Linked DNA regions of Cricetulus griseus: region 2 is linked to region 1. A link is a contact called in public Hi-C data. All regions are on one chromosome and are shown on one strand. Each heading gives the region's core, a stretch centred on a gene start, on an enhancer-like site or on the middle of the called end of the contact. The rest is flanking DNA. Distances are from core to core; before and after follow the strand shown. Region 1 holds the start of Sipa1l2 (signal-induced proliferation-associated 1-like protein 2). Region 2 overlaps Pcnx2 (pecanex-like protein 2).

Region 1 (3,921 bases), core at 512-3,011:
AAGACTTGGGGCTAGCGGTCATGTTGCTTGTAGAGTAAAAGTACTGAACAAGAAGTGGGGCGTGGCAGGGCACACCTGTCATTTAAGTCACTCATGAGGCAGGAGGACCACAAATTCAAAGCCTGTTTGAGCTACCATGTGAGGTCAGCCTAGGTAGACTCTTCTAAAATAATAACAATAAATAGATGACTATTTTAAGATAATAATAAGTGGGACGGGGAATGCAGCTCAGTGGTAGAGTGCTTCTCTAGCACACCCAAGCCTCTAGGTTTAATTCCAAAAAAATAAAAGCACTTAACCCAGAATGTAAAAATCTGCTGGACCAGTTAACTAGAGGCAATTGTACTAGTCATTAAAGAGCTGTGCTCAGTCAGAAAAGCAGCAGCAGACCTCATCAGGGGAGAAGGAAATGCAGAGGTCCCTGACACAATCCTCAGTATGACTCAGGCAGACGCACTGGACTACAGATCTTCCTCAAAGGCTGCTGGTCAACCCTCAGGCACGAACAGCCCTGCATGAGCCCCAAACTCAAGACAGACTGCTCTTTCCACCACAGACCCCATCTCTGCCTGTTCCCGAAGCCTCCAAACTAAACCCGGGCAGTGAAAACAGCACACGTAGAAATCTACGAAAGTGTAATCATCAAACCCACCCCTAGGACTCTCCATTCTCCAAATAAGTCAAAACACGATGCAGAGCGCAGCTGAGGAGCAGCTTGCTCATATTCACCTTTTAGGTGGTATACATCAAAGCCCACTTTTCCGTATTTGCAAAAATAACTGGCTTAAGCCTTAAGGGGAACAGTATATTTCAAACAAAGCAGCAGTTTGGGATACTTTCTTCCCTTTCATTTCAATTTGTAAGACGTTAAATAAATAAATAAATCCCAGCCTAGACTGCAGACGCAGGAAACTCAAGCAGCCAGTGGACTAAATGCCTGTCATAAGAAAGCCATCTAGTGTTAAAGTTTAGAAGTGAAACCGCAGACAAAAGGAACATTTCTGGGACTATTTTGAAGTTACTGGGAAAACCAATGAGAATAACCAAGATACCCGGTTTTCTGTGAATGACTTGGGTTTGGGGGTGTTTTTCCGCTTTGCTTTTTTCTCTCGCTGTTTATTCTTCTTTCTTAAAGCCATCCTTGTCCAGACCAAGTCAACTCTAAGCAGAATCCAAAGCGCCTAAGACCTGTTTTGACCAAAATCAGGTACCGCCGAGCCCCAATTCGTGAAGACGCACTTGCTGTCGGTTCGCCGGTGCTGGCGTTGGCCGGCTGAATTAAGATACCCGGAGCCGGTTAATGACGACAAACGTCTCCCTGAGGGGTGACGCCAAGTTGTTCTCGGCTCTCGCTCTCGGGAGGATGAGCCGAAATTGATTCTCTGGGTTCTGCGGCCAGGCTGAAATGAATGTGCCGGCGCTGCCGGGTAGCTCCCCGACCGCGGTCTTCACCCGCGAAGACGCAAGCCCGCGCGTACAAAGGAGCGGGAGCCCCGGGGGAGCGGCCCGCAAGTTGGACACAGCCGGGCAGGTCCGGTCCCCACGACCCGCACCAGCGGACGCACCCCGCACCCCCCGACACGCACCTCGGAGCGGCAGTCCTCTGGGCCCCTCTAAGGCCGGCGCGCAGAAGCCGGGGCCTCGCCGCCCGCCACCGTCCGGCGCTACCCATGGGCGCGCTCCCCGCGCGGCCGCTGCGCCCGCGGTTCGAGCTGTCGCCAGGCGCCGCGCTGCGTCCTCGGCCGCCGGCTCCGTCTGCAGCCGGCTCCCCGCCGCCGCCCGCCCCGGCACCGCCCCACGCGCCCCGTCCCCACCTATTGGCCGGTGCTCCGGCAGGCCCCACCCCGAGCTCTGCAGCCCCTTTCATTGGCCAGTACCAGGACAGTCCCCGCCCCTAGAGCTCCGCCCACGCCCATTGGCCAACAGGACAGGCCCCGCCTCGGGCTCTCCGCCCACGCCCATTGGCGCGCCTCCTGGCCAGACTCGTCCCTTGCAGTCGGGCGCGCGCGAGCGTCCTGGGAGAGCGAGTTGCCTGTGGCTGGGAGCGCGAGGCTTCAGCCTGCGGCGAGGAGCAACTGGCCTCCCACCGCTCGCGAGTCGGGGCGCCCTCGGAGCGACCCGTGCTCTCCGGGTGTGGACTCTCAGCCTCGCAGGCTCTTACCTTTCTGGCCTCCTGAGGGTCGCCATAGCCCGGCGAAGCCCGGGGGATTCACTTGACGCAAAAGTCCTAAGCGCAGTCCGCGCCGGTCTGGGGGACCTGTGATGCTCGTGTAGGCTCTCGCCTGCCCGGAACGTCTACACTCCGTGTTCAGGCCTTGTCTGTCCTCCAGGAAGCCTCACCTGCTGCTGGCTACAGTACACCTGTATTGGGCCCTATTCTGAGATGTCCCGGCTCCAGGAGGCGTTAATGAGACAGGTGCTGGTGGCAGGATTTCCCGAGCCGAGCGGGCTTTCACGTTGTGTCACCAGAGTCTCGATCTGGGTTGATTGGGACTTTGAGCTTCTCCCTGGAAGAGGTAATGTTACGATGTTATCTCTCCTTCCCGGTCGCAGTGCTTCCGACTGCACACACACACACACCCTGGTAAAATTTAAACAAAGTGGATCCCCACCCACGTTGTATTTCTCTGCGTACACAATGTCCAGTCCTTTATATATCATTTTATAATTCAGGCGGAATGCATAGGAATTGGCCTGGCAAAACATGTCTGCGACCTGTATATGACACAACACTCCTGAGATCTCCAGGTTTTGAGGTCTTTCTCAAGGTTTGTCTCATACTTAGCGTTTACAAGGTTGTGTATGCACTGAACAAACATGGGGCCTGATAAATGACCTATGCTGCTGTGCTTCCTGGGAAGCTTTTTCTGTTACTTTCCGGACATGTGCAGAAGAAACTCAAGGCAGAGTTTCTGGTAAGGAGGTAAAAGGGCAGTGCATGGCCATGGACTCAGGGTATCTTACAGAAAGAATATAAAATGCCTCTTTTAGCAAAGGTTTGGAGGCCGCTGAAGTTTCAAAGAAAAGTACCAACCCTGAAGCATACAGGTGAGCTTGGCTAAAAGCCAGTATGATCCAGATTCCTCGGCCATTAAGAGCATTCACTGTTGCTGCAGAGGACATGGCTTCCGTGCCCAGCTTCCAATGACCACTCTCAAACATCTTTAACTCCAATTCCGGAAGATCAGAAGCCCTCTTCTGGCCTCTCTGGGCATTGCACTCATGTAGTACACATAGGTGAATGCAAGCAATCACTCACACACGCACGTAAAAGCAAGCTAGTTTGAGCTATCATAGGTTCATCATCTCCGGTTCACTTTCCCCTAAGCCTCCCTCCCTGCCTTTCAAAGGCCTCATTACCCTGGGGATTCTTCTGTGCTCAGGGATGCCTACAGAAACAAGCTCTAGGGATCCTTCCAATCCATTTCTCCTACACTTCTGACTGAAGTAATTCCTAATCAGTCTAAGAAAAATGAAAGGGACAAAGATATGCCAACCAATCCAAGGAGCTGAGTTTTCCAGCTAACCTTTCTGCTGCTTGTGGCTGTCTACCTTTTCGCTTGTTAATTTCCTTAACAAGCCACAAGATTCAACCTACAAGGATTCCTGCAGAGTAATAAAGGTCAATGGCTAACTTACTGAAGATGTTGAACCCCACATTTATTTTCTCCTTCCCCTTTCTACTACAACCTTCCTGTTAAAGCTTTTCTTTTCATGCCAAATGAATATTCATAATCTGCAACAAATAGGTATTGATTTTATACACAGTTCAGGGCCTGATGTTAGAACCAAAGGGCTAACATATGAGGTTTCGAGATAAGGAGCAGTTTGAGAGCAGATAGGTGGCCTGGCACCCACAAGGAGAGCTGGTGAGTGCAGACCAACCTTGGGGAAGCAGCAAAGGTTGTGCCAAAGCTGTCA
Region 2 (3,921 bases), core at 854-3,353, 330 kb after region 1:
CTGGCCCCTGGTAGCGACAACATGGAATTCCAGCACTTAAGTGACTGAGGCAGGAGGATAGCTGGGAGTCTGAGACCAGTCTCAGCTACACCGTGTGGTGAGATGCTGTTTCAAACAAACATGCAAAAACAAACACCTACAGCTAGAATCTCTGCTGGGCTGGCTGGGACAGGGCGGGTCTGGAGTGGACAGTGGTTGGTGCTGGGTGTTAGATTCGCTGCACTCCACTGGCCTTAGCTCCCCCTCCTACCTAATGGAAACCTCAAAAGGTCACAAAACAATCCCAGGGTAAAGCTGCTTCCCAGTGACAGAGAAAACATCGACTGAAATTGTTTGTCCTCGCTAGATTTTAAAACAACAGTTTACTGTCCTCTTCTGCCTGCCCTTCACGGGGCTCCACTGTGGGATGGATGGATGGCGGGATATAAGAGGGATGCCTTAGGAAAGAAGTTAGTGCAGCATGCTCACTGGCTGAGAAGGACACTGAAGGACAGCAGATGGGGGGTGGGGTGTTTCTAACAGGGAGCTGGCTTTAAGGTGGGGATCAACGCTCCTTTCTTAAGACCACACAAATGAGAGGAAGTCTGCAAGAGGTAGCAGAGAGAAAGCAAGTGGATGGAGTGTGCCCCCGTGTGGCAGCTGGGGCTGTGCGCAGGCAAAAGGCCTCAGCTTCCAGCTTGGATTTCTGTTCCTGGGACTCTAGGCTGGGGGAGAAACACTGCCTCTTAACTTTGCACCAGAGTCCCCAGGATGAGGGCCATTATGGGAGGAACAGAGATCAACAAAGATAGAGAAATCAGCAAGGGCAGGGAAGAAACCACGGGAAGGCCCATCACCTGGCCCTCACTGTGATCAAAGGCAGCAAGGTTTCCCAAGTCTTTTTTAATGCTGGCACAGCAAACACACATCTCTCATTCAAATTAACAGTGACACAGCTTCGTGCCTGGGGTTAAGTATCCCCAGCCAGTGTTGAAATGTGCTGTGCTGAGTGCAGTTATCAGGTTTACTGAGCAGCCCCCATATCTCACTGTTCTGCACACCCCACAGTCTTACTGTAGTGCCCCTCCCCCCTGCTCTTCCAAGCTCAAGGTCTCCACTTCCTTGGAATAAGGCAAAAGTCAGGTGACTATTTCTGGCACACCCTTCTTTGAGACCCAGGTGCATCCTTAAACATCATGGCTGTAGGCTGAGGAGATGGGGATGAAGCATTTGCCACACAAGCATGAGGACAGTTTGAGCCCCAGAACGGACACAAAATTTGGGTATGCTCTTGTGATCTCAGCACTGGGGAGGCAGAGAATGGTGGGCCCTTGGTGAGCACCAGCCAGCAAATCCATTCTACTTGGTGAGGCCCAGGTCCCAATGAGACAACCCCCTCCCCGAAAAAAAAAAAAAAAGAAAAAAGAAACAAAGTCCCCTGAGAGATGGACTGAGAACCGTGCTAACATCAAGGTTGGGACTTTCAAAGGAAAGACAATACTTGGGAAATTTGTAGACAAAATAAATAGAAATCTTTGCTGAACAAAGACTAAAAGTTTGTATTCATGACTGTCAGCCCAGAACCTGGAGACAGAGGCAGGAGGACCCAAAGTGCAAGACTAGCCTGGGCTGCATGTCTCAAAAAGCAAACAAGGGCTGGAGAGATAACTCAGTCAATGAAGTGTTTGCCTTGCAAGTGTAAGGACGTGAGTTCGATCCCCAGAACCGACACAGTGAAGCGTGGCAATGTGTGTTTGTAATCCCTGCACTGAGGAGGCAGAGACAGCTGGGGGGGGGGGCTCACTCCAGCCAGCCTAGCCTGCTTGTGGAGCTCCAGGGCAATGAGAGACTGTCTCAAACGATATCTGAAGTTCTCTTCTGGCCTACACACACACACACACACACACACACAGAGAGAGAGAGAGAGAGAGAGAGAGAGCAGGGGGTGTGGGTGGTATTTTCATTACAAAGCCTGAAAATGAAGAGTGGAAGTCCAATGTGAAGTGAACCATTTCAACTCTGAACATTCGTTAACTTTCCAGGCAACTTCTTCCATTTCCTGGGCTAATGACCTACTTCCAGATCAGTTTTCAGCAAATCAGCTCACTCTGGGCTCTGAACTACTAAATCAGTCCTGTGTTCCAGTCAGTTAAACATGGAGGGAGTTTATAGTGAGGCAGTATTTCCCAGCAGCCCCTGGAAAGGCTGCAGTTCAGGTTTCTGGGGAAAGCAGAGTACATTCAGATAACCTTCCCCAAGGCACCTGCTTGATGAACAGTTAGTGTGTGACTCAAGGTGCTCCACGAGTCTTCAGCAGTGGGGGGAGGTGTGCTGTTTCTTACCGTCTTTTGGGGGGGGTAGGGGGAGGGGGGGTCAGGAGGGGAAATGAACTTCCTTTCTTAGCTTCCTTCAGGAATCCCTAAAGAGATATGGAAGTTACATGGCCCACAAGTTCCCATTTAGAGCTGAGCATCTGGGACATAAAACTGGCACGTGACAACCAGGCCTCACAATGGCTAAGAGAGTCGCCTTCCTGCCAGTAATGGGATCCAGCAGTTTAACAATTTAGTTGGAGGTGCTCCCAGCCACTGAGGTCACCTTAGAGCGGAAGAGCTTTTTTTCCAGTACCTTCATTGGTGAATAGCTTATGGAGCCCTAGCCAGGCCCCCTTCCAATCTGAAAGTCAACATTTTAATTTGCTACAGTTGGAGGATCCAGAACTTAATGGCTGTAAGTGCTAGAGACAGACTATTAACTACACACCCTCAAGCTGCCTTAGATTCCAGGGCATTGGACCACAGGCTTCTGGGAAAAGACTATGTCCTTAGCTGCTCACTCCACAGACAGGTAAAGTGGCCCCTGATGAGACCGAGCTTCCTCCTGGCACATGCCAGGGGTTGGCTGGCTGCTGTGACAAGTTAACACTGAACTTTGTCCTCCTTTTCTACCCAGAAGAGACAAACACATGACACCAAGTACGCTCCACAGTAGGCTCTGTCTTGAAAACTGCATAAATGCGTGTGTGCACATGCCCGCACACGTGTGTGCATGTGTTCCCTGTGATTGTCAGAGGTCAAGCTCTGGTGTCATCTCTCAGGTGCCACCCACCTTGTTTTGAGAGAAGGCATTCTCATTACCCAAGGTCTGCTGACTAAGGTGAGCTGGCTGGCCAGTGAGTTTTGGAGATCTACCCATGTCTACTATCCCATGCTTAGATTACAAGTGTGCTGCACCACACCTGACTTTTTAATGTGAATTCTAGGTCCCTATGCCTATGTAGCAAGTGTTTTACCAAGTGTTTTAACTTCCCAGCCCAACTTCAATTTTTAAAGCAAGCCAGTGTGTTAATTCATTGTTTCTCTCAACTTATGGGTCAAAAAAGTTGACAAGGAACAGCAATGTGGCTCAGTGAGTAAAGGTACTTGCCACTAAACCTGATGACCCCAAAAGTCTGCTTCCTAGGATCTATGTGGTGGAAAGAGAAAAGCTATCCTTTGACCTCCACATAAGTACGGTGAGGCACACACACACACCCTAAAATAAATAAAAAGTGTAAGGCAAAATTTTCAAATGTAACAAGTAAAAAATTAAACCATATGAAACAAAATAAACACAGGTGCTGGGATTCGAACTCATGTCAGAAATGGACCTGGAGCAGGTCTGGGTCTCACATCAGCTCTACCTCCATTTCAGCTTTCTGGCTGATAAAGAACTGCTTCCCTCAGAGAACATGCAGCTGGGAGCTCTGCTCATGTCTACATAGAAGGTTCCGAGAGAGTGAGGCTGGAAGTTTCCGTTTGCTCTAGTTTCTCTCAGATAGAAGGAAGTCCTGTCAATTCTGTATTCACATGTGTTGATAACTCTCTCGGGGCTATGAGCTACCAGGTTGCTTCACAAAGACGCAGGGCATGCTGGGATGCAATGTAAGGTGGGAGACCCCTG

The links. Hi-C and Micro-C count contacts between places; a contact is called where the count stands out from the background.
Region 2: a Hi-C map of the CHL-YN cell line shows a contact between it and region 1, with 10 times the contacts expected there. The contact joins the enhancer-like site here to the promoter of Sipa1l2 in region 1. A contact is called at or near these places in 4 of 8 Hi-C or Micro-C datasets (the CHK-Q cell line, the CHL-YN cell line, the CHO-K1 cell line and 1 more).

The regions. Positions count from the first base shown.
Region 1 is chr3:202,347,726-202,351,646 of CriGri-PICRH-1.0, forward strand. Sipa1l2 (signal-induced proliferation-associated 1-like protein 2) reads right to left here and starts at 1,762. Exons shown (of 23, transcript XM_027404809.2): 1 at 1,587-1,762.
Region 2 is chr3:202,676,783-202,680,703 of CriGri-PICRH-1.0, forward strand. All of the region lies in intron 8 of Pcnx2 (pecanex-like protein 2), which reads right to left. Among named protein-coding and RNA genes, the nearest start is that of Pcnx2, 29 kb to the right of the region's middle. Within about 2 kb of position 2,104, at least 1 of the 6 cell types and tissues checked has open chromatin away from gene starts, as enhancers often do.